Linked DNA regions of Mus musculus: all the other regions are linked to region 1. A link is a contact called in public Hi-C, HiChIP or PLAC-seq and promoter capture Hi-C data. All regions are on one chromosome and are shown on one strand. Each heading gives the region's core, a stretch centred on a gene start, on an enhancer-like site or on the middle of the called end of the contact. The rest is flanking DNA. Distances are from core to core; before and after follow the strand shown.

Region 1 (4,292 bases), core at 1,511-4,010:
TTCACCTAGACTACAGAGTGTCCACTGTTGTATCCACTGTTCACCTAGACTATACAGTGTAAAGTGTTATTTATGTCCAGCCCATGAAGCTCTGCAGCATGTAATTAGATGCTCAGACGCTCACAACACAAATGGGAAGTGTCTGTGTATGGGCACACAAAGCAGATACAGTGAAATACCAGGTGATGGGAGCTTTCCAGCTCTACTGTAATTGCATGGGATCACTGCTGTCCATCAGTTATAGACCAGATCACTGTTATTTAGCATGACGGCTAAGTCCAGTCCTGGCATAACTTTCATAGCAAAGAAAGAAATCATATCTTACCGTCCTGGCAAGTGCCAACTGGAAAACAAACAGAAGAGACATGAGTTAGTATGTGCTGTGAATGCCTGAAATTCCAAACAAAAAGAACTGTGCTCCTGTCTGATCAGAACTGGTATCTCAAGTCCTTCTCACCCACGGTCACATAACAGTCATTTCTATACCACAGGAAAGGACGTTTCCTACAGGGCATCAAGCAGAGGATCCCAGGCAATTCAGGAGGAAGCGGGACGAGGAAACTTCTAGCATTCGATGTGAATGCACAGTGTTTAACAAATAGAAGTCAAGAAAGTCGGGGGTCATCTCAAGAAAAAGCCACGGAGCTTTGCAGCTGCCCCTCCATTTTGAAAACTGCTCTCTGACTTCAGACGGAAAACAAGCCCTTGGTGGGTGCAGGTGTTAGGATTCTTTCTCATTCTGTCTTTGCTGAGCTCAAAATTTCCACTTGTTTTCTGCTTGAGACAGAGGTGGGGATATTTGAAAGCCTGACGACTAGCAACTAGAGCCTGTGCATCGGACTATCCTGGGTCCCCTCATCAACACTGACTTGGGTCTGTCACAGTGGCCAGTTCCCCTGCACCGCCCGAGCGAGCGTTTTGCTTATGAACAGTCTCAGTGCAGGGTGAGACGTTCTGCATCCCCAGAGCAGACAAAGCACATATCTACAGTGCTTGAGTCTTCAACATTCTCCTTACCTCCCTCCTCCGTCTTTATCTTTCCCTTTATTATGTTTGTTTACATTTATTTAGTGTGTGCCTGTGTGTGCATGTGTGCTTCGGGATTGGGAGGTCAGAGGGCAACCTGTAGGAACGGCTTCTCTCCTTTCACGTGTAGGGCCTGGGGAGGGAATGCAGGTTGTTGTCAACCTTGATGGGAGGCACTTCAGCCACTCAACTATACCATAGACTCTCCTCTTTTCTCTTTTAAGTGATGCTTTCATTATTTGTTTGTTTTTTTGTTTATTTATTTATTTATTTAATTTAAGGGGTAGTACAATTAATGACTGCTTCTTGCAGGAGTCATAGTCTGCCCCGTGAGACTCAAAGTGTGTTCCTTGGACCAGTCCCATATAAATAAACCCAAAGCTTGTTAGAAATACAGGATGTTGAAGGAGTTGCTAGCCCAAGCTTAGAATCCCAGCATTCACAGGGCTAAGGCAGAAGGGCACAGTGTTTAAGACCAGTCAACTTAGACTGTCTCATGAACCTCTGTCTCACAAGCAGCTAGCCAACTCTCTCAGGACCCCCTGTGAAGGTGTGTGCACAGTCAAGTTTGAGAAACCCAAAGTGAAGCAGGAAGTAGAGGCACACAGCTGTGGTTCTGAGAGGGGAGCCAGGCTGTGGCAATTTTCTAGGTCTTTGACATAAAACTCTCATGAGCCATTTGCCTCACAAAGTGCATGCAGCCCTCCTGAGCACAGACCCTGTCGACAGACATCTCTGGCTTCCCAGATCAACTGCCGGAATTGCTGTTTAACAATGAATGATTAGTCAATCGTGCATGACAACTTCATCCATAAGACAGGAGCCGTACCACTTTTCTTCCATGGAAGAAGCAAGAATCAAACTGATTAACCCTTGTTTCTTCATGCGGCACATGCACTTAGCAAAGGGCCGTGTGTGTGTGTGTGTGTGTGTGTGTGTGTGTGTGTGTGTGTGTGTGCTTGCGCGCGCGCGCACGAGCACGAGCATGCATGTTGTTTATGTGCTCTCAATTATTTACCAATTCTATCCTACCTTACTTCCCCAAAAGGATGAACTAGTAGGAATCTCTTGGCCACTTCCAAAAGACTGGAAATTACAAAGTGTCTCAAAGATACTAAGCTGGGATGAACCTGAGTCTAACCCTCCCGTCTCCCCCAAACCAAGAGAGGCACTATCTCTGCTCATTCCTTGTGTTAGTTCTTAGCATTGCTAAGTTTACAGTCAGATGGGCTTATTTTCCACGACAGACAGAACTCTTCTCTCAGTTGATGAGATCAACCCAACTGATTTCCTTTGCATGTCTCCTGAACTGTCTCCCCGCACCTGAGTCCCCAGCCCTTGTCCCCACTTCCTAACGGTATCGCCAACAGTTCCTTGAATCTTCTAGCCACTGAGGCACCAGCTGCACTGGGCAAGACTGTGAACCTTGCAATGGCCTGGGAAAGCACCGCCCTTTCATTCCCCTACTCACCAGCTAGGAGGCTGAGGCACAGGATGCCCCAGAAAGTGTTCCACCGCATCCTCTCAGAATGCTCTCTCTACCAAGATGGCGGACGCAGCCAGCTCATTACTTCTGAAAAAGAAACAGATGAGGTTTTCAACACAGTGGCTGCATGCAAAGACCCTGGATCATTGGTTGCCATAGTAGGATGAAGGAGAGTGGGGGGCACTTCACAAGGAGAGACTTACCATTTCTGAAGAAGGCACCAGACGCAGACAGGGGAGGCAGGTGTCTGAACCCCACACAGGAAGTGTAGAGGGGACTCAGGGCCCGCCTGCTCCACGTCACTTGGAAATGTTTGAGGCAGAAGCCTCCGCCTTGGTTAACTGAGGAAATCCGCGCCTCACAGCCTTCCCATAAGGATGAACAAGGGGGGCTCTAGCAAGCCCCCGAGAGTGCTGTGAAAAACACCTACTTGTGCCCTGTGCAAAGCACCTCCACACTGAGGGAGCCTTCCTTATGCATAACCCCTCCAGCGGAGGCAGGAAGACGTTGAAGCACTCAGTATCTGCCTTCTGTTATGGTGCCCTTGGGTCTGAGCAGCAGGATGGAGTGGAGCCGTCTCATTAATAATCTTCGAGGGGCTTGCTTTTCTTTTCTTTCTTTCTTTGAGACAGGATTTTTAGCATGTAGCCGTCCTGGCCTTTGATTGCACATGCTGGGCAGTTGCTGGACAATGAGAGAGTCACATAGCTCCTGTCTTTGTACTGACACTATGCTAGGGGCTTTACTCATGCACCCACTAGGGTAGCTTTTAGCATTATTATTTAAAATCTAGCATAAGTACTTCCTGAGTTATAAGCAACAATCTTTTTCTTTGTAAAAAACGCTTATTGACTTAGCTCTTTGATAATTTCATACAATTGTAACACACTTTCTGATGATTAATCTCCCTTTCTCGACAAGTCTTTTATTAAAAAGTTTTACGAAAAAAAAGTTTTACGTTATTTATTTACCTATTTATTATATGTGTATATGTGTGGGCATAGACTTGCCACAGCATGTGTGGAAGTCGAGGGTAGCTTGAGGGATTCTCTCTAACATGTGAGTCCCAGGTTTCAATTCAGGTCTTTAGGTTTTTAACCACAAACAACTTTATCTGTTGAGGTATCTCTCTGGCTCCGCTTCTTGATATATCTACTGGGTTTAACGAGAGTTAGCTGTGTGACAGTGGATTTGGAACTAACTACTGAAGGAGCCTGAAGAGCTCCTCAGTGGGTACAGGACTGAAGAAAACGGCTGCCTTTCTTTCTGAATCCATCTATAACCTATAGTTCAGTAGAAAGGCTTAGAGCCCCAGAAGTCCCGCCCCAATGCATGATTGACTGTTGATAAGCCCAGTTGCATGTGGATCCACTGCTGGCTGCCACAGCTACTAGAAGGCAGTGCTTCACAGCCCTTCTCCCTAGTTTCTACTCTTACATTCTTTTTGCCCACCCACATCTCCAGATAAGGGATAGTATCAGACTCAGTGCCCAGAGGGACCTCCCTCTTCTCAGATGGGAAGGGGAAGGAGGGGTGGGGGGAGCGGCTATCTGAGGGGCGGGGACTTGGAGGGGGGGCTTGGAGGAGGGGGGCTGAGATTGGGATGTAAAATGAGTAAATAAATTAATTAATGGAAATTACAAAATCTTTTCATGTATGTATGGAGTTTGAGTGTGCAGACGTGTGAGGTGCTTGTGGAGGCCAGAGATGGATACTAAGCGCTCTTTCTCGATCCCCCTTTCTACCTTAGTTTGGAGTCTGAGTCCCCTTTCCGCCTTGT
Region 2 (3,998 bases), core at 1,228-3,727, 290 kb after region 1:
ACAGTGGGTATTGGTGACCCACACCCTGCTCCCCGCTCTCTCCCCAGCCTCCTGCCTGGGAATCAAAGTGCCCTGTCCAGAAACCACCACATCCTCACAAGAGATCCTACTTCTGCCATGTGAACCCAGATTCCTCTTTTCAGATCCTCTGCCATGTTGTCTGTCCCTGATTCGGGGGGGGGGGGCTGAACTCTGCTCAAAGTTCCCATAATGCTGTTGCCCGTCTGTCTCTCCAAGGAGTTAATAATTCTTCTAATAAACGTTTTACCTCCAATACTTGGTGCCAGTGCCCCCTTGAGCCTCATATTCATGTCAATCAAAACTGTCTCCAGAAACTGACCAGAGCCCCTTTAATAGAGAACCATCGGTTTATGCTGTCAGGTTTCTTTCTGTTTTCAACACAGGAATAGCTATGATGGGAATTGAAAGAAACAAGGAAGTATTTTCCATTCACACCTGGATGTTGGCATCGGGGGTTGGACAAGCATCCACCTTAAAATTCACCCAAGTGTTTCACGTGTGGTTCAGGTGCCAGCGCAGAGTCAAACCCTCCTCGCCCTCTTCAGAACCCTCTGATCTTCAGCAAGTTACTGGGTATCTTCTAGCCTCTCTCAACTATCAAGAGGGCATCACAGTGATACCTGGGGTCCAGGGCAGCCTGAGATACCCAAAGGCCAATCCTAAAGGGCACAGTGAGTGCACTGAAGGTTAATCCAAGAAATCAGCCATTCTCCAGTAACAGGCCTGGAAGAACTAGGTATCTCCTGACCTGACTATCAAACTGGCTGGGAGTGAGAGAGTACTTGTTTCCCAGAAAGACACTCACAGCTTCTCAGATCACCTCATGAAACGGAATGAAGCCCAGACAATAATGGATCAGTGGGCGTTCTGACCAGGACTGCTTAGATATGCAAGTTCCTAGCCCTCTGTTTAAATTTCAATTTCACTTTAGGGTTCTGAGATGGACTTGAAGTGGTCACTGGATCTGCCTCTTCCCAATGTGACCACAATGAGCAAATCTCCTTTCTGGTTCTCTCTATTGGTCTGGTTGGGTAGATCTATTTATCTATTGTCTTCTTGGGGTAGAGACTGTGACAGGACTGTGACCCCCCCCCATCTTTTGGTAGCAGTCCCTGCTCTTTGAGAGTCCCAGGAGATGAGCTCAGCTCGGCCCCGGAGGTGATGTCATCTGAGTCTTCTCCGGAGGGACTTCCAAGGGAGCCCTGTGTGAGTTCACTCTGCACTTCTGTTTTCAAACAGCTGCTCTCTGCTCCGGTCTCTGGGTGCCACTCTCAGTTCTCTCTTTGATTCCCACCCAAACCAACAGAGAAGCCAAGTGAAAGAGTAAAAACTCCCTTATGTATGTAATCAATCCACTGAAAACGAAGGTCCAAGGAGAAGCCAGCGTGCCTGTCTCGGGGACCTACACTCCAGCATACACAAGGACATTGCTACCTTTAAAGTCATGTTGACCACCTTGCCCCAAGGGTCTCATGGTAGCGCATCAACCCCAAAGGGACTCACTGTTCACTTCTTCCCCCTCCGTCCTCACTGTTCTCATTGGTTTGTTTTTCTAAGTGTATGAGTGCCTGGCCTGCATGTATGTCTAGTGGGCGTAATGCCCACAGAGGCCACAAGAGGGTGCCAGAGCTCCTGGAACTGGAGTTATGAACAGTTGTGGGCCACCGTATGGCTGCTGGGAATGGAACCTGGGTCTTCTGTAAGAACAAGTGCTCTTGAGCACTAAGCCATCTCTCCAGCCCCCTCTTTGTTGTCTTCCTCTGAAACCTTCTTACCATTCCCATCACCACATAGATTCTTCTACTTTCAGCTAACCACTTTGTTTCCTCTGGATCATTCATTGTTACATCCATTAGTTAATTTGTGAGTCCTCACCTGCCTCCCTCTGTCACATCTCCTGAGAGCATGGCTCTTGCCAATCTGCATACCCCAGGACACCCAAACAGATATGTGCCACCAGGACACTCTAATTTGGTCTAGTGTGGTATACCAAGTGGTACAGAAAAGGGGGACACATGAAGAGGATGCAGATCTAGAGGCAACATTGGGAAGCATTAAGTCTCAGGGACCTGAAGAGTGGCATCGGCTTCCCCAACACCTCACTGGCAAAGCACTGAATTAATTTAGAAAGGATCCCTTAGAGAACTCCGAAAAGTCCGTGAAGATGACAAGATGATGTTTCTTCAAGAGGATGCTCAGGGAAAAGGTCAAAGTGAGAAAATTATAGAGGAAGTGGACTGGGAAGAGGGGTGTCTCGTACTGGGAGCTACAGGGTATGAGGCAACTGAGGAAAACCGGTACTGGGGGTAGCCAGGAGGTGGAAGGAGCAGAGAGCTTTTCCGAATGCTGTCACTAGGTGGCGCCCGAAGACAGAAACTGGAAGGCAGGACATTCACGCGAGCGTGCAGATTCTCCAAGTCACTTCCCCGGAAATGACTCAGCAGGGATGACTTCAGCAGGTGGGGTTCTTCCGCTTGCGACCCAGGCTGCACGACGTTACATCAGGCACTGGGTGCAGAGGAAGTGGGCTTCTCATTTCATTCACGGAGTACCCACTCTTCACTCATCATCAGTCCAGTCCGGGTTCTTTTGTATCTGGGCAATGTCGTGAGAGCATCTGACTGATCCCTGCACGGAACAACGTGAAGTAAATGGATGACAGAGTGGAAAACACTCTAAGCCAGCCCAGCCCAGCCTCGCTCACAGTTCTAGCGCATGCTCTCTCTCCTCTGAAACCAGGCATCACTAGTCAACTTCACCCTGTGCCTGGCATTTATGACACACTGCCCTACAGACTGAGTCCATATCTTATCTCCCTGACTGTGGAATGTAGCATGTGCTGGTCATATCTCATTAATCACTTTTATCTCATGAACATCCCTCCCCAACACTCAGCATAATATCTGGACCACTGGCCTGTTTGGTAAAGATCTGATGATGATGGTGGTGATAATAAAGGGGGAGGAGGAAGAAGCAGAGGATGGAGGAGGAAGAGGAAGAAGAGGAGGAGGAGGTGGAGGAAGAAGAAACCATAGGCCATCGCCAATGAGGTAGTTACTTGCCTAGCAAGTCCTACACATCATAGATATTAACGATGACAAAGGTCACTGGAGCAGGGAGGGGAGGTGCCTGGGCTGGCTGTGAGGGTACTCAGCAGCTCTACTCCCAGCATCATATCTTAGGCAGGAAGTGGTACAGAGAATCCCCATAGCAAGGCCTTTACCACCCCCATTGCTAACAGAGCAGTTTGGGTCCTACTGGACTACGACTCCATCATTATATCCTACTGGGCTGCAGTCTCGTAATAGAGGAATGCAAGGCCTAAAAATCAGTATTGAGACGTCCAAGATACCTGCCATCTGTGCAACACTGAGTCTGCACCTCTGTCTACACAGTAGCTGTTGTGCTTTATAAAAGAGAGCCAGGATATGTTTGATAGAACCAAGTATGGTACAGTGGGAGGGGGCCTTGGTGGGCCTGTGCTGTGACATCCCTTCTCTCTGAGGTACCAGCCATAGGACAGGTATAGTGTGGACAGAGTTTATTTATGCGTGGGAAGGGGGGTTGGGAAGGGAGTAGAGACAGAGAAAGACAGGGGGTAGAGGGAGAAGGAGAAAGGGGTCAGCGAGAGAAGAGAGTCAGGGGTGGGGGCAGAGTGAGCAAGGAGCGACCAAACAAAGTCTTTAAGAACAAGCCAGGCCTACCTGGCTGTTGCTAGGTAACTGTTGGGCGGAGCCTAGAAGGAATGCTAACAGGGGCCATGCCACTGTACCCCATTGTGTACTTTCCAGTTCAAGGCGAGGGTAGGCGGTGTGAATGTGCATGCTGATAGCTGACCAGGGCCAGAGGGGGAAGGAGGAGGTGGTTACCAAAAATACCCGGATACAAGGCTTGCTCAAGCCCAGCCGTCTGTACAGGCAGCTTCCTAAGTTTGAGGCTGGAGATCTCATCCTTTACCAATCCGATGCCATCTTTTG
Region 3 (4,224 bases), core at 584-3,083, 480 kb before region 1:
TCAGGGGCAGCTGGCAGTGGGGATGAGGGCAAGCAAGCGTGGGAGCACACTCCCCTGTAGAACAGTTAGGTTTTCAAAGGACTCAGGCAAGAGGACTATGAGTTTGAAGCAGATTTAGGCTACACAGAGACTCTGTTTCAAACAAACAAGCCAACAAACAACCCCACCCCCCAAATTTTTTCAAGACAACAGAAAGCATTGAGCCAAGCCTGAGGTCCTTTTATTTGCAGAATCCCCATGAGTGCCCAAGTGATGCCAGCTGAGCAGGTTCAGCAAGCCCAGCGACATAGTGGGAAGAATGATAAAGCAGACCACAGATCCTGGCGAGCTGGGAGAGTCGGGGGGAAACACCTCAAGGTGTGATTAGGGCAGGAGAGCTGATAGGACTCTGGGTTTGGAGTTCATAGAGAATAAGGCCATGATGAAGGTTCTAAGTCTACTGATGCCCATAACCCACAGCCCCACAGCCCTGGGTTTTCCCACTTGAACTGCTCCTAACAATATCCTTTGGTAGTCCAATAGCAGCCAAGTCAAGTGAACTCCTATGCTTAACTGGAAGACACTCAGGCAGGGGGCGGAGAGGGTGCCAGGCACTGCTTCCTTTCTTTGCTTGTTTCTTTCTTAAGCTCCCACCTAAGAAGCTCTTCCAAGATACTGTATCTCTAGAGATGACAGTCCCTCCCAGGGCAAAGCGACATGCTCCAAGGTGTTTTTAGGAGCAATACAGCTGCATGACTTTGACCCCTGGGGTCCTCTTCCTTGCCACGTCTGGCCTCATGCTTTCTTCATCTATACAAAATCACTGTCTAAAGCCTTCCAGCCAGGGATTAGCTCCACCTTGTCTGGACCATCAGTGACTTGAGGGCAAAGATTATGTTCTCAGTCTCTCCACCCAACACAGATGGATGTTGTATTGTGCCTTAATGATCAAGTCATTCAGCAAGATGAACAATTATATATACCTTCTTTTGGAGACAAGGTCTCAATGTGTTCTAGGCTCCCGCCCCTGAGTCTTTTGCTTCCACCTTTCTCATGCCGGGATTATAGGTGTGTACCACCACACTCTGTGCAAGCTGAGGATGAGCCTAGCAGCATGCACACTCGGCAAGCACTCTACCAACTGAGTACTCTGCCCACCCCTCCTCTCCCAGCCAACAACTCCACACTGCCTGATTGACTAGCACTGCCAGCAAACTGACATGAAGAAAACTTCCAGCCAGGTGGTGGTGGTGGCAGCGGCGGCAGCAGCAGCGGCAGCGCACACGTTTAATCTCAGTACTTGGCAGGTAGTAGGTGAGTTTGAACCTGGTCTACAGAGTTCCAGGACAGCCAATGCTTGCTTCACAGAGAAGCTCAGTCTCAAAAAAAAAAAAAAAAAAAAGCAGCAAACAAAAATACCCCTTCCAAATGACTTTGCCATTCTAACTCAGGGAGACAAGATAAACTTCTCTGTTAAAGAAGCAAGAGGCAGAGCTGGGTCCTCAGTCACACAGCAGGAGATGCCAAACCTGATCCTGTGTCTCCCACCTCCCTTTGGCATCTATTAAGGGCAACAGATATGGGAGACAATAAGAGTCTAAAAGTGGATGTATTTGCCTATGTTCTATAATCCTTGCGGCGGGATTCCCAAGCTATCCCCTCTTCCTTGACATAGTATATTTAAAGTTCCAAGCAGGACCAGAGCAGCAGGGAGCCACATGACTTGACTCACCAGGTCATCCATATTGTATGTGATGGAGCCCATGTCCAGGGTTAGTGGGTAGTTCATAGCTGCAGCTCTGCGTCACCAGGCTGGTCACTGTCTGATGTCGAGAAGGTTTGTGCTGGTGCCTATGGAGAGGTGGCAGGCGTCAGCTGCAAACTTAAACAAATGAGCCATGTGCGGTCTCCTGGGGCCAGTGAGGGCTTGCTGCTTGCCTCTCGACTCATCTCTTTTTTTTTTTTTTTCCACTGAGTCTTTTCTGGTGTGTGTGTGTGTGTGTGTGTGTTTTCCCCCTTCTTTTCTTTTCTTTTCTTTTTTTTTAAGAAAAAGGGAAACTCCCCCCACAGAGTCAGTACTACGCAAGCATTTCAGTGCCTTTCCTGGCACTCATGGTCTGAACTGGGCCAGGCGTCTGGTGTGAAGGCTGCCCCTCCCTTCTGCTCACTGGATCTCTATGAGGGATGCATATAGACTTGGGGAACTCCTCATAGAAGGGGCTAAGAAAAGAGTACTCCCAGCCTCCTCTACACACTCACTTTCCTTATCACTAGGGTGACCAACCATCCCAGTTTGCCCAGAACCAAAGAAAGTCCCCTGTCCTGGGAAACCCCTCAGTCCCAGGCGAGCCAGGGCACTTGATCAACCTGTGACTGCCATCCTTTTGCCCGGCCAGGGAGGGGGAACCCTGCCCCTCCCTCTTTTCAGCTCAAGTTTGAAAGAGTTAAGTTCTTTCAAAGGGAAGAACCCTAAGAATACTAGAAGAAAAAATGTAAAATGAAATTACCAGACAAGAGTGCAGTATAAATATGGCCATCGAGCTGTCTCTGACTCAGAGAAAAAGGTCAAAAAGGCGTTCCACCACAAGTAAACTTGTAGACACCTAGCTTGAAAGGACATGGATGGTTACCTAGGCCACCCCCACAGCTCCAATTTTACACAGGAGGACCCCGAAGCCCAGAGATGGAGACTGACCTACCCAGGATCCTGTAACGCATCAATGGTGGCAACCTTGCACCCAAGTGTCCTGACTCCACATTTGTCATCCCCTGCTTCCATCATAGCTGCTCTGCAGGCTCTCTCTGCCCCTGCTCTCTACCCCTGCTCTGTCCCATCCTGAGAGCCACTTCGTTCATGAAGACCTGTGGTGGACATTGAACCATTTCCCCTCCAGGTCTTGTCCTGGTGGGTTTTCTTCCACGGGAGGATATTTCCTGACTTAGGCCATGATAGTGTAAGATTGTACCCACTACACTATGTAGGTACTACATACGGGGCACTATTTGTGTGTGTGTGTGAGAGAGAGAGAGAGAGAGAGAGAGAGAGAGAGAGAGAAAGAGAGAGAGAGAGGGAGAGAGAGAGAGAGAGTCAGTCAGAGACAGACAGAGACAGACAACGATATAGACACACAGAGAGAGCCTATGGAGGTCAGAGGACAACTTGTGGGAGTTGTTTCTCTCCTACAATGTGGGAATGTGGGACTCAGGTAGTCATGTTTGATGGCAAATGTCTTTCCTTGTTGAGCCATCTTGCTGGCCCCAAAACTGTTCTTAAGGAGGAAGAAAGCCAGGGCACAGGGTTGGAGCCCCTCTCCAGCTCTTCTGGTCCTGTGCTGCTCAGGGATACACTGCCTCGGCGCTTCCTGAGTCTGGAGCTGACGAAGCACTGTTCATCCTTCCAACCCTACACCATGCGGTCACGCCCCTCCTGCCCAGCAACACACACAAGTCCACTTTTGCTGCTCTGAGCACACTGTCCAGAAAAGACCAAAGCATGAGAAACTCCAAGGAATGGAAAGGGACTTTGAAAGACAAGCCGGTCACGCCTCACTCTGCCCACCCCTCCTCTCCAGAGGATGCAAGAAAGGAGACCAAAGCATCCTCACTCAAGGGAGAAAGCTGCCTCATGAAATCATGGTTCCTCAGCTGTTGAGGGTGAATGTCTGTCACCCCAGCACTTGGGAGGATGATGCAGGAAGATTCTGAGTTTGAGGCTAAAGAGGTCTATGTGATAAGACCCATCCATAAAATAAAGTGCGAAGGGGGAGGGTAGATCATGTTTCAGAGTAGGATGGTTTACTGTTTAGAATTAGAAACTTGAGCCTTCATGCTGAGTCAAAATGTATCTTCTATGACACCCCCAGCTGGGCCTCAGACATGACCGTGTGTGTAGGTAGCATGTCTCCCAAGTGACCTCTGGGTACAGATATCACGTGCCTGTGAGTCTTATGTGTCCCAACCCACATCCTAATGTCTTCAACTATTTTTCGAATAGCTGGTTTCTGGGTGCCTTATCAGCCTGTGCTTTGACCTTAGGTGATTTCCTGTCAGTGGTCCAGAAAGCCTGTGACAAGGACAAACCACGGGAAGGCGAGTTTCCTTGTTCGGGACTCTGAACATATTTAGTTGCAATTAGCGTGACCTTTTCTGTAGTGCCTTCTACCCTTGGCAGCGTGCTTAATGGACTTCACGTTGTTGGTCCTAACCCACCATTGGATTTTATGAAGGGAAACTTGTCATCTGTGG
Region 4 (4,017 bases), core at 338-2,837, 310 kb after region 1:
GATCTTGCCTTCAGTTGCTCCCTCTGACTTGCCCAGAACCCCCTATCTGAGCTCTTCCAAGAGGCTCTGGGGACTTGGATTGGAAAAGACATCTGACCTGCCTGGAAGACTGATGGAGCCCTCCAGGACCGGCCTCTGGGTGCCAAGGATGAAGCATAGCCTTGTAGCTCATTGGTGCCCAGAGGGGACCTCCTTAGGAGAGGGGAAGAGGAGGACCCAGCACACAATGTGGCCAGCCTGTGCCCAGACCTGGATGACCAGAGTGTGGACAGCGAGAGGAAGAGAGCGAGGGCCAAGTTCTGATGTCTTGAAGAGCAGCCAGTGAAGTAATGCAGCCAAGTCAGAGACTCCTTGGCTCTCTGCCTGGGTCTTCCAGGAGTTTTCCCATGAGCCTCTGTGTTTTAGACTTCCCTGAACACCCTAAACTAGAACAGTTTTCATATCTGTTTATCTAAAAGGTCAAGAGGCAGCCTCAGACTCCACCCTAGTAGTTGACCATGGCCACTGCTCCTAATTGTCAGGGCATTCTCAGCCTCGCCATCTCCTCCGGCTTTGCCCCCCTCCCTCCCACTGTCTGATGCCAGAACTGCCTCACTGGTTTGCTGAGTGTGGTCAGTGTCCCAGCTCCCACCCCCCCCACACACACACCCCACTCCCAGCCCCATCAGTGCTGGCACCGCAGCTCCAGGGGTCTAGGTCTGTCCAGCTTCTAGGATTGCACGTAAACCAAGAATTCACAAAAGAGGCAAAAATAAAAGCAAAGAGAATTTTATCTGGGTACAGATTCATGCATGGGGGAACACAGACCCAATCGCAGAATCCACGGATCTCAGCGAAGTTGCAGCCACCCTGGGGCTTTATCACAAAGGGAGCATTCCCAAGTCCACCTAACTCTTCTGCTTCCACACTTCTGAGCGCAGCGACTTTGCTTTAGGACACGTGTCTCTTCCTCTGTTTCTTTTGCCTCTAATGATCAGGATGGAGCACAGGGTAGGAGGTCATGAGTCAGCCTAATATATTCCCCAGACCGGTTTCCACTCAAATACATACATGTTTTATAGTAATTGATTTTGATATAATTCATAATATTTTATTGCTGCCAATGGAGGTAATTCATTATGTGCACCATTTAAAACCATCTGATTTCTCTTGTCGTTGTTAAGAGTTTTCATAAAAAACTTTTTTCAGGAAAAAAAAAAGTCCATCTCATGTCCAGATTTGGGATTTGGACACAGTTAGAAATGAGCACACTTTGAGGGCAGGGTCTTCCTGGAAGGCTCAGGTGACCACATTCGAAGGGCTTCCCATAATCTCAGATCCTGTCTGGAACCCTCTGGGAGGGGCGGTGAAGGGGACCCCACACACAGAAGCTCATGTGGTGGCAGTTTCAAGAGCCCAGGTATTAGCTGAGTAACTGGGATGGGGCTGAAGGACAGGTCTGGCGAGTTCTGGGTTGTTTATACCTGAGTTACCTCACACGTCCCACCGACTTCCCCGCCCCATCTGCTGAGGGCCGGCCCTCGGCCCTCAGCCTCCTTTTCCCCACACGCTGGGGGACTGGGGGCCAACATGGATCTTACCCTCGACATCAGCTGAGCCTGGAAGAAGCATTCTCTTACACCATGGACAGAGGCAGCCACCGGGTGAGTGCGCCGCGGTCTCCTGGGCTTTCCCAGGCATGAGAAGGGACAGGCTGGAGTCAGGCAGGGTGCTGCCAAGACCTGCCCCGAGTGTAGGGAAGACAGAATGTCTCTGCTGGCTGGAAGCTGCCTGGGATCCAGTGATTTCAACTGCTTCATCTTAGTCCCTAGAAGGAACTCCGAGGAGGAGAAACCAATAAAATATGGAGTCTGGTTATTAGGCACCCCTGGGCTGTGTGGCCAAGGCCTGGACAGGGCTGTGGCCTGTGTGTGCCCTGGCAAGAACAGCTCTGGAGTTACTTGGTAATCTGGCGTTGCTGTTTGAGGATTGGATTTAATCTAGATTCATTTTTGCTGGTTTGAGAACCCAAAGGTATTTTAACTCATCTTCAAGGATTACCTCCTAGCTAGACTCCTAACCCTTCCCGGAAGCATGCGAGTCTTCTTTTTAAATGTACATTTAAATTTTTTCATTGGTTACTTACTAGGGGACGTAAAGTACATGGGAAGTGCTTCCTTATGTCTAACCACAGTGTCTTCTGCTATATCTTAAGCTTCTTCTGCTGCTTTTAGAGGTGATAGAGAGCAATGGGGTTGTCCTGTGTAGAAAAGGGTCTTGTACACACATTAGGTATCCACAAAGCCTTATTTAATGCGCCCCTCTTTTTGCTTAACTTCTCCTAGGTCCTGTTTTCTGCTCTTTTCCATATTTTTCTGTTCTCTATTGATAGAGTGGACTCTGAGACTCTAGAAAGTCCAACAAGCCCTGGGTTTGAAGAAATCCAGCTCACCATATGTTCTAGACTGTGCCTGGCTTGTGGTCCACTCTGAACCCGGGTATGTTTCCGAAGGCACTGTTATCTCTCCTATTATTCCAGACCCCTCTCTGCTCTTCTCCTTTGCTCTCTGCTCTGGTCCTTTTGGCTCATGTCCCCACAGGAAGCAGAACAGGGAGCATGGGGTGGGGGTAGCATTCTGTAGGAAGCATGGGGCGCCACACACACAGCCATGGCTATCTTCCGTGAAAACTTGCTAGTCCCCAGACCCAAAGATGGGGACTGAGCTATCTATCAAGTTCTATCTGTTCAAGTTAGAGATGGGCAGAGACCTGGCCTCTCTCCTGGAGTGGGGTTAGAGAAGCATGTTCATCTGGGAAACTCATCTTCCTAGAGTTAGGGACCAATGTGGAAGCAGGTTGGAAGGACAGGACATGGGCAAAAGTGTGAATTAAGTGTCAAAGTTCTGGTAGGTCCTGGGATCACTATGGAAGGTCCAAGCTTCTCTTGTAATGAGAGAGCTGAGCCATCCCATTATTTAAGGGTATAGGTGAAACCCATAGATAGTGAGTAGAGGCAAAGGAGGGAGCCTATAGCTGCCCCCTAATCTTGTCTACAGCACATTTTTTTGTCTTCTTTCTTTCCTTTTTTTTTTTTTTCAAGGCAAGATTTCCTCTGAGTAGCCGTGGCTGTTCTGGAACTTGTTCTGTAGACCAGGCTAGCCCCCACACTCAGAGATCTGCCTGCCTCTGCCTCCTGAGTGCTAGGATTAAAGGTGTGCACCACACAACCTGGCTCAGATTTCTTAAGAGTAAATAAGATTGGGCTGGAGAAGCTAGGTGTGGTGGTGTATGTCTTTAATTCCAGCACTCAGGAGGCAGAAACAGATGGATCTTGGTGAATTGGGAGGCAGCCTGGTCTACATAATAAGTTCCAGGACATAGTAAGACTCTGTATCAAAAGAAGGAGGAGGAAGAGGAGAGAGGAAGGGGAGGGAAAAGGAAAAGAAAAGACAAGACACTGGAAGTTAAAGGCTGAGCTTCCTCTGTGAGGGCTCAATGACAGAGAGATGCATTGTGGGATTTGTTCCTCCTACAAAGAGAGAGGATGTGGTGGCCAGTGGGCTGGAACTGTGGGTGCTCCTGAGGACATGCCAGGCCTTTAGAAGGCTCTTTAAAAGGATGGAGAAGGCACCGTTTTTCTGTATTCAAAAGGAAAGCAGAGCTGCATGAGTGACTGGTCCCTACCTCCCATCCCAGCTGGGCTGGAAGGTGAGGCAGGAGGATGGAGAGTTAACCTTAGGTCAACCTGGGCTAGGTAGCAAGACCACAACAGGAAAACAACCCTAGAAAGAGTCCCTTGCTATGGTAGGCAAAAGTGACAGAACCTGGCCACTTTAACTTCCTGTCCTTTAGTGTTTTCATCTGTAAAATGGAGCACCTGGTGCAGGAGTCTCAGAAGCCTTTTGTGTGTCAGGGCTTCTTTAGAATGTCCTCTGATACATCAGAGATGCAGCCACCGTCATAACATGTGACTTTCTCGTCACGATCTCTATCTTGTGTCTACAACTGGCTCCTCTTCAGTCTCCCCACCTGCCAAAG
Region 5 (3,873 bases), core at 714-3,213, 260 kb after region 1:
AAACCACACATAGGAAGGGCTTGGCAGTTCTGTCCCTAGGGGAAAGAATTCTAACACTAGAGAAAGCAGAGGTACCCGGGGGACTAGGAAGAGGGTGGTGAAAGCCGCAAGAGTACTTTGGGAGGGAGGGGCTGGGTGCTTTACATATATATGTTCGGTTTAGTGATCACAGCAGCTCTGGGCTCTAGACACATGCCGAACTTAGTGAAGAAGAAATAGAATCCCAGAGAATCAGATAGTTGGCCCAAGGCCAGTGGAGCCAGTAAGGGGCATGGTGGTGGTCTATATCCAGAATGTGTCTGAATCCAAAGCTAGAGTCTTGTCTTTCTATGCTTGTGTGATGTGGGATGAGAAGCCTCACAAGGGACTGACAAAGGCAAGTTGGGTCTGTTACATTCCAGGATAATGGCCAGGAGTGGCTCTCAGATGAGCCGGTCCCTGGCTCTCTGGCCAAAGCCTGTTCCTGTTCTAGCGACATTCCAGGACTGAGTTCTCATCCAAGCCATGACCCTTGACCTTATCTGGATCCGTAGGCACCCTGCTTGTCTACACAGACATCTTGTGGTCCAGGCACAGGGTATCCCCACAGTCCCTAGTTTCTAGGAAAGCTGTAGCTCAGACATGGACATCAGTATAATCAGATGCCTAGGCGAGCCTCAAATGGAGACAATGAACGTCAGCGGTCCAGCCTCCTGGCCTCCTCGAAAACTCAGCTGTGAAGTACCTGTAGTCTCCCACTCTATTAGTTCTAAAGAGCTGACACAGGAGCCTGGAGCTAGCAGCTTGCCAGTATGACCAGGAGCAGAGGAGTGACCCCCTTGAGATCCTCTGCCCTTTTTGTAACAATACAATAAGCATTCCTATTGAATTCTCCTGATGAGTTCTGCGGGCTTAAGTGTGTTGCAAGGACAATAGCCCTTGTTCCTCTCCAGCCTTCTTGACCCTTTAAGATGTCTCCTCTTGAAGGCAGCTCTGCAACACTTTCCTTCTCCAAACTGCCAGCTCTCTGAGAGTCACAGTTCTCAGTTCTCTTTCAGTGACCCTGTCATTCTCAGAAAACATACTTGTCCCAGCCCTTCCCCCCCCCCACCCCTTTCTTTGAATCTCAAGGTTGTGTTTCAGTTGCAAAACTCTGAGAGGGGGAGTGAAAACCTCAGCCCGTGTTTGTGATGTTCAGCGGGGCACATCCCCAGTGCCTCTGTAGATAACATGACTGACTGTGCTCTTTTTACTTTGAACTCCTGTAAAAGTGTGTTTTGGGGTCCCCGGTCTTCGTACTTCTGTGCCACTTGGTCCCTCCAACTCTCCACTTTTTCATTCTCTCCTGGGCTACAGGAACCTAGCCTGAGCTGAGGAGTGGGTAAAGTGTGTGTGTGTGAGGGGGGTGGGCAGCAGGCAGCGGAGATGAATTGTGGGCTAAAGACTAACAGGGTGGTCGGGAAGGGTGGGCAGAAAGAAGGGATGGGGTGAGATGGTAGGGTTCAGGGAGAGGAGCCTAACTAAGAAGGGGCACGATCAGACCCACGGAAGAACCAGAACAGCCGAAAAGTGAGGGCTAAGTTATGGATTGTCCGGAGGTGGTAGGATAATGATTTGAGGAACAAGGGTACGTACAGGACGGAAACTATAGGCTTTACCCATCCATCGCTGGCCACTCCCAAACAGCCACAGTTAATCTTAGCCTCCTCCACTTAAACAGCAGGTGAGCCGGAGACCGTTTTGCCAGCATGAAGGAGCTGGGGCGGGACCCCAGCCCATCCAAGCAGATTCTCCCGCGAATGTGAACTTTAAAGCAACAGAGCGAGCGCTGGGGAGCCTACCGTATGCAATGAATTCTAGGCTCAGGCTGGAGATCGTGACGAGGAATGGGAGCAAACGCGACAACATCCTGGGCGCACAGCGGCATCGTCCACTGGAGCCGGCCTTTACGCCTCCGGCCGGCGGCGTCCTGAGAACTGAAGACTGCCGCTGGATCCACAGGGCCAGCTTGACATCAACCTGAAGGCGGAGCCTCGTTGCTCCGCCCTCAGCCCACGGAGCTTGGGAACCTCCGCAGGAACCTCAGCAGGCAGCGAAGTCTAGCTAGTTCTGGGGCATTTGTCTCAAGGTGAAAGAGCAGCTGAGGCTTTCTGTGGCTGGGCTCTTAACTCTCACACCGACTGGACAGCCTGTCTCCCCTCTCCCTCCCCCTCCCCTTCCCCTTGCCCCCTTCCCCTCTCTGTTGTAGCAATTGGAATTACTGACTGGGCCAGGAGCAAAGCACAAGCGTGCAGGTACATGTGTGAAAGTCCTGGGACCTCTATGCAGGGCCCTCTGCTAAGCCAACAGTGAGGGAACGTCCCTACCTGACTCTTGGTGGGAGTCCATGACACCCCCAGGCCCTTTAGGTTGTTCTTGCCCTAAATCTGCAGGTTAGAAGTGTCAATAGGCGCCTTGAGGGACCTGGTATCACTCAGATGCCTCTTCAGTGACCAGGACATCTGTCTGCCCTCCAGTGTCACCAAAGATGTTAATTGTGTGAGAGACCAAGCTTTGTCCACCTGACTTATTGGCAGGTGGCGCTGATACTGTGAGTATGTCACTTACATGATTTTCAGGGATCTAATTGTGAGGTGTACAGCGCCCGTGGGGTCATCTGCCAGGTACATATTCATGCTATCCTGGAAGCCCTGTTTTTGTTCTGAGGAGGCACAGAAGCCAAGGAAGGGCTGGAGTCACTAGGATGCCCTTGCTCTCAAGAAGTCACTTTCTATTCCCCTCAGAGCCTACCTGTCACACGGAAGACACTACTGCCTTGAGAAGGCTTGGCCAGCCATCGGTCTGCAAATTGCATGATTCTCAGTGCCAATACCAATCCTGCCTCCCATCAAATTAGAAACTGACTGAAAACAGTATGAGGTATTTGTTAAATTTTTCTTTTTCTTCCTGGAAATTGGATTGGATGGTTCTCCGGTGTGAAGTTCGTAGATGACAAAGTACTGTTACTATGTCAAAGATTTGGGCAACCTCTGAACCTGGAGAAGGACCCTCCAACTTGGGGGTGTCAGACACGAGCACTGCCGTCGTGACCTGAGAGCTAGTGATGCACACCACCCCCTTGGCTTGTGGAGACACAAGCTTTGTCTAAACACCGTGGGAGTGGATAGTGCTATGTCCAGTGGCCTAGACAGAGGATGCCAAGTGGAGTGGGATCATGTTCTGTGCCGAGGGAACTCACTGGGAAAGGTGCTTGTCTGTGAGGACTGGGCTGCCCTAGCTATTCAGCTAGTTGGAAGTAATATCTGTGAACCATAGCATCGAGCACACACACACACACACACACACGCACACACACACAATCAGTGAGAACCACACTCAGGGATACCCTCGTCACTGTGAATACCCTCATGTCAGCCATGTTGGAAAACTTCAGACTTCTTAATGTGGGAGGACTTTGTTTTAATTGCTGTTCTGCACTGCCCATCCTTCCGCTGGTAAAGCACATATACTGCTTGGCGTGACACAAGTACCCAGGCGTGACGCAAGTACCCGGGCATGACTTCTTAGTCCCCGTTTACCTCTTAAAAAAGAGGACACTGCGGTGTTTCTTCCTCAGTTGTCTTCCTTTTAGTTTTTGGTTGAGTTATAAGAATTTTAAAGCCTTGCACCTTGGCTGTTTTAAGGGACGATCGAGATGGTTCTTCCACATACCAGAATTTACAGTCACAAGCTGATGCTGGCCAAAACCAGGCCCCTTCCTCTAGAAACCACCTTGCCAGAGACAGAAAGTGAGCGGAGATTTTAACAGTTTCTGGGAAGGAAAGTACAGACTAACAAGGGGACACAGGGCTGAGAACAAGGAAGGTTCCATGGCAGAGGTGGCCGGTTATCTGA
Region 6 (3,880 bases), core at 811-3,310, 360 kb before region 1:
CTGACTCTGCTTTTCCTGTTTGTTCTGTCTTCTTTTGCTCCCCTCCTATTCTTTCTTGTCTCCCTCTTTACTACTCCTTCTCCATCTCCTTCTCCCTCTCCCCTTGCTCTCCTCTTCCTCCTCTCTTCTGGGTCTCTCTCTTTCCCTTGCTGAGCTGTGGCCCTAGGCATCTTCATCTTCCCTGCACGCTGTCTTGTTCTCGTGTGAGTGGCTGAGCTAGGAGGCAGTGCACCACACAGACCAGGACAAGGCCCTGTAGGACACGGTCCTGTTCCAGTGCTTTGAGGCGGCCCTTTGCTTATCTGACCTGTGCTGTGAAGACACTTCCCAGGTGAGCCCTCCTCTTTTGTCTCAGGCCACAGGCTGGGGTCACATAAGCAGGAAAGTCCAAAGGGAGCAGCTGTGCTGAGGTGGCTGAGGAAGCCCTCCTAGAGCAACAGTTCTCAACCTAGAGGTCGAGACCCTTCGGGGGTCAAATAACCCTTTCACAGGGTTGCCTAGGGCCATCAGAAAACACAGATGTTTGTATCACATTTCATGACAGTAGTAAGATTATAGTAGTAATGAAAGAAAGGCTGCAGCATTCGGAAGACTAAGAGCCACTGTCCTAGAGGGACCTTAGCAATGGACCCCAGGGTTACCATTGCTGCCATGAAACACCATGACCAAAGCAACCTGGCGAGAAGAGGGTTTATTCAGCTTACCCTTATACCTCACCATTTATCACCAAAGGAAGTCAGGACAGGAACTCAAGCAGGACAGGATCCTGGAGGCAGAAACTGATGCAGAGGCGATGGAGTGGTGCTGCTTACTGGCTTGCTCCTCCTGGCTTGCTCAGCCTGCTTTCTTATAGAACCAGGAACCAACCAGAATGGGCTAGGCCCTCCCCCATTAATCACTAATTAAGACAATGCCCTACATTGTCATCTAAGCCCAATCTTATGGAGTCATTGTCTCAGCTGAGGCTCCCTCCTCCCTGATGACCCCAGCTTGAAACAAGTTGACATAAAACTAGCCAGCACATAGATCACGTCTTAGTCAAACTTTCTCTCAAGCTTCAGTGGAGTATTCCTCAGCCACGCGACAGGGACAGGCTGCACAATAGGGCAGGAGGCCAGCTGGAGCATCTCCACCCATAAACAGGACAGGCACCGCCCTCAGCTGGCCACATGCAGTCCTTCTGTCTCACAATAGCTTCTGAAGAGAGCTACCATTAGTCCTGCTTTGCAAAAGAGGAAACTAAGACCCCAACAAACCGTAGTGACTGCAATGGACTTATGGAGACCAAATGAGGCCAAACCAGGGCCTATCTCTTAGGCTCTCAGTGAGAGTGGCCTCAGCAATCTCAGTTGAGTGGTCTGGGGACAGGCTTGGCTGGCCCTCGGCATAGGTGTCTGTGTGGCCAGAGTGGCCGATGGCTTGCAGGTGGCACTGATTGAAAGTGAGTAGGAGGTGTGAGGACCACAAAAACTTCACCACAAAAAAGAATTGTCACGGTCGGGACCGGCTGGGCCCTGGCCTACCTTTACATCTCTCTCTTGTGCTGTTTCTCACCACAACAGAAACTGCTTATCTGCAGGTGCGTAGCTATTCTAGGAGAATGAACGGTGTGTGGCTTCCTATTAGTGTTCAGAGGATCAGTCACACCACCGAGGCCTGCGGTCCCACGGCTCTGGCCCCGCCCAGCACCGGAAGCCTGCAGCTCCGCGGGCTGGAAGCTGATGTTTAGGGCCAGCCTGCAGCCACACTGGCCCTTTCCCCTCCTGCCGAATGGGGCCAAACCGCCCAGCCTGATGGGAGATTTTAGTTTTCAAATGGCATTCTAGTTGGCTACATATAGCGGGGCACGGCAGAGCAGGACACGTGGGGCAGTTTAACAGTTTGCTGTCCATAGATATCTTGTCACGGGTCATGACCTTGACCACCTCAGCACCCCAGGACTGGGACAAAGAAGTCATGTCATTGTGGCATCACCAAACATCCAGAGAACCAGGAGCTCCTTGCCTGAGAAGGCCTTGAAGTGCAGGCGGCTGAGACAGGGGCACACCTGACAGGCAAGAGTGAGGAAGGTAGCTGTTCTACACCAGCAGGGGAGCAGCTGCTGGCATGCCTATGTAGACAACACAGCCTTTAAAAAGTATTTCTTTTATTTTTTGAGACTATAATATCACTGTGTCGTTTCTTCCTTTCATCCCTCCAAGCCTTCCCATACACACCCCTTCTTTCTTTATTTCAAATTCATTGCTTCTCTCTCTCTCTCTCTCTCTTTCTCTCTCTCTCTCTCCCTCTCTCTCTGGTTTGGTTTTTTGAGACAAGGTTTCTCTGTATAGCCCTGGCTGTCCTGGAACTCTCTTTGTAGACCAGGCTGGCCTCGAACTCAGAAATCCACCTGCCTCTGCCTCCCGAGTGCTGGGATTAAAGGCGTGCTCCACCAAGCCCGGCTCATTGCCTCTCTTTTGCATAAATTATTGCTCTCTCTCTCTCTCTGTGTGTGTGTGTGTGTGTGTGTGTGTGTACTTAGATACATAAATACAACCTGTTCAGCTTGTAGAATGCTACTTGTCTGTATGTTTTTAGGGCTGAGCACTTTTAACTCTTCCTGTAGCCTCAGCTGGCCACAGATGAGGCAGGCATGAATACGGAACAGCTCCAAATGGGGCTGCGGTGATGGCACAGACCCCAGAGTGCCTGCCTCACAAGCTGCAGGACCTAAGTTTGGATCTCCAGCACCCCGCCGGTGGTGGCAGTGCCGAGGAGGCAGAGGCAGGAGCATCCCTGGGAATTTCTAGTCCGCCAGTGTAGTCAAGTCGGTGAGCTCTGGGATCTGTAGGAATACCTTCCTCAGACACCAAAATGGAGAGCAATTGAGAAAGAGTTTTCACGCTGACTTCTGGCTTCTGATACACGCACTCCTACATGCACAGAAAGAGACAGAGGACAAGACCTTGTCACCTGGCTGGAAATGTTATGGACATATGGGTCCTAATGGGAAGTGGGGCTTGGGGGGAGGGGGTTGTGGTTTTTTCTTTTGTTTTTGTTTATTTGTTTTATGCTTGTTTGTTTGTTTGTTGTTTTTCAAGACAGGGTTTCTCTGTGTAGTCCTCACTTGTCCTAGAACTTACTCTATAGACCAGGCTGACCCCAAACTTAGAGATCAACAAGGACCACTCTGCAGAGGGTGCCATTAAAGATGCCACTCAGCCGCAGACAGGACAGAAATCTGAGAAACAGTGACTTAAATAGGGAGGAAGTGTGTTCATCTCATTTGACAGGAGCCTAGGACATTAGTGGGTTAAAGAGACTGTGCAGCACAAGAGACTAAAGCAGGAGGATGGCCGTGAGTTGGAGCCAACCTGGGACACTTAGTTCTTCACCGGCTTGCGCTATGAGAACTTATCCCAGAAAAAAAAAAAAAAAAGCAAAACCATGGCTCTAGAGAGTCTGTACTGCTCTTCTGAGGACCTGAGTTCCCAGCACTCATGTCAGGCCCTCACAACAGCCTGTAAGCCCAGCTTCAGGGAGCCCAGTGCCTCTGACCCACACGGGCTCATCCACACACAGACACACTTAAAAATAAGACTTAAACAAAACGCCTTTAATCCCAGCACTTGGGAGGCAGAGGCAGGCGGATTTTTGAGTTCGAGGCCAGCCTGGTCTACAAAGTGAGTTCCAGGACAGCCTGGGCTACACAGAGAAACCCTGTCTTGAAAAACCAAAAAAAGACCAAAAAAAAAAAAAAAGACTTAAACAAAACAAACAAACAAACAAAAAAGGCTGGAGAGATGGCTCAGTGGTTAAGAGCACTGACTGGTCTTCCAGAGGTGTTGAGTTCAAATCCCAGCAACCACATGGTGGCTCACAACCATCTGTAATGGGATCC

The links. Promoter capture Hi-C pulls out the DNA fragments that hold promoters and counts their contacts. Hi-C and Micro-C count contacts between places; a contact is called where the count stands out from the background. HiChIP or PLAC-seq counts read pairs in DNA pulled down with a chosen protein or histone mark.
Region 2: a contact with region 1 is called in a Hi-C map of Th1 cells, with 3 times the contacts expected there. The contact joins the enhancer-like site here to the promoter of Cd3e in region 1. A contact is called at or near these places in 7 of 484 Hi-C or Micro-C datasets (the AML12 cell line, the P5424 cell line, Th1 cells and 3 more), 3 of 115 datasets of contacts at active chromatin or transcription factors (bone marrow-derived dendritic cells, double positive thymocytes and large pre-B cells) and 1 of 9 other capture datasets (adipose tissue).
Region 3: a contact with region 1 is called in an H3K27ac HiChIP or PLAC-seq map of thymic regulatory T cells, with 6 times the contacts expected there. The contact joins the promoter of Cxcr5 here to the promoter of Cd3e in region 1. A contact is called at or near these places in 1 of 484 Hi-C or Micro-C datasets (regulatory T cells) and 1 of 115 datasets of contacts at active chromatin or transcription factors (thymic regulatory T cells).
Region 4: a promoter capture Hi-C map of liver shows a contact between it and region 1, with 2.9 times the contacts expected there. The contact joins the promoter of Tmprss13 here to the promoter of Cd3e in region 1. A contact is called at or near these places in 4 of 39 promoter capture datasets (the C10 cell line, liver and stem cell-derived epiblast-like cells), 1 of 484 Hi-C or Micro-C datasets (bone marrow-derived macrophages) and 1 of 115 datasets of contacts at active chromatin or transcription factors (bone marrow-derived dendritic cells).
Region 5: a promoter capture Hi-C map of embryonic stem cells shows a contact between it and region 1, with 2.2 times the contacts expected there. The contact joins the promoter of Il10ra here to the promoter of Cd3e in region 1. A contact is called at or near these places in 4 of 39 promoter capture datasets (embryonic stem cells, hippocampal neurons, second pharyngeal arch cranial neural crest and 1 more), 1 of 484 Hi-C or Micro-C datasets (regulatory T cells), 1 of 115 datasets of contacts at active chromatin or transcription factors (large pre-B cells) and 1 of 9 other capture datasets (adipose tissue).
Region 6: a contact with region 1 is called in an H3K4me3 HiChIP or PLAC-seq map of the SCID.adh cell line, with 2.5 times the contacts expected there. The contact joins the enhancer-like site here to the promoter of Cd3e in region 1. A contact is called at or near these places in 1 of 39 promoter capture datasets (embryonic stem cells), 1 of 15 datasets of contacts at CTCF or cohesin (embryonic stem cells) and 1 of 115 datasets of contacts at active chromatin or transcription factors (the SCID.adh cell line).

The regions. Positions count from the first base shown.
Region 1 is chr9:45,006,851-45,011,142 of GRCm38.p6, forward strand. It overlaps Cd3e (CD3 antigen, epsilon polypeptide), which reads right to left and starts at 2,761. Exons shown (of 8, transcript NM_007648.5): 1 at 2,716-2,761; 2 at 2,498-2,599; 3 at 326-343. The coding sequence starts at 2,546.
Region 2 is chr9:45,298,179-45,302,176 of GRCm38.p6, forward strand. No RefSeq gene overlaps it. Among named protein-coding and RNA genes, the nearest start is that of Tmprss13, 19 kb to the right of the region's middle. Within about 2 kb of position 2,478, at least 318 of the 459 cell types and tissues checked have an H3K27ac peak or open chromatin away from gene starts, as enhancers often do. A contact at or near this core is called in the AML12 cell line, the P5424 cell line, Th1 cells and 4 more, where this site is marked.
Region 3 is chr9:44,524,611-44,528,834 of GRCm38.p6, forward strand. Cxcr5 (chemokine (C-X-C motif) receptor 5) reads right to left here and starts at 1,834. Exons shown (of 2, transcript NM_007551.3): 1 at 1,712-1,834. The coding sequence starts at 1,768.
Region 4 is chr9:45,317,513-45,321,529 of GRCm38.p6, forward strand. It overlaps Tmprss13 (transmembrane protease, serine 13), which reads left to right and starts at 1,588. Exons shown (of 13, transcript NM_001013373.2): 1 at 1,588-1,643. The coding sequence starts at 1,623. It overlaps Lncbate3 (brown adipose tissue enriched long noncoding RNA 3), which reads right to left. Exons shown (of 4, transcript NR_040720.1): 2 at 3,857-4,008; 3 at 1,581-1,807; 4 at 754-966.
Region 5 is chr9:45,267,186-45,271,058 of GRCm38.p6, forward strand. It overlaps Il10ra (interleukin 10 receptor, alpha), which reads right to left and starts at 1,964. Exons shown (of 7, transcript NM_008348.3): 1 at 1,821-1,964; 2 at 1-35. The coding sequence starts at 1,887.
Region 6 is chr9:44,644,536-44,648,415 of GRCm38.p6, forward strand. No RefSeq gene overlaps it. Among named protein-coding and RNA genes, the nearest start is that of BC049987, 26 kb to the right of the region's middle. Within about 2 kb of position 2,061, at least 107 of the 459 cell types and tissues checked have an H3K27ac peak or open chromatin away from gene starts, as enhancers often do. A contact at or near this core is called in the SCID.adh cell line, where this site is marked.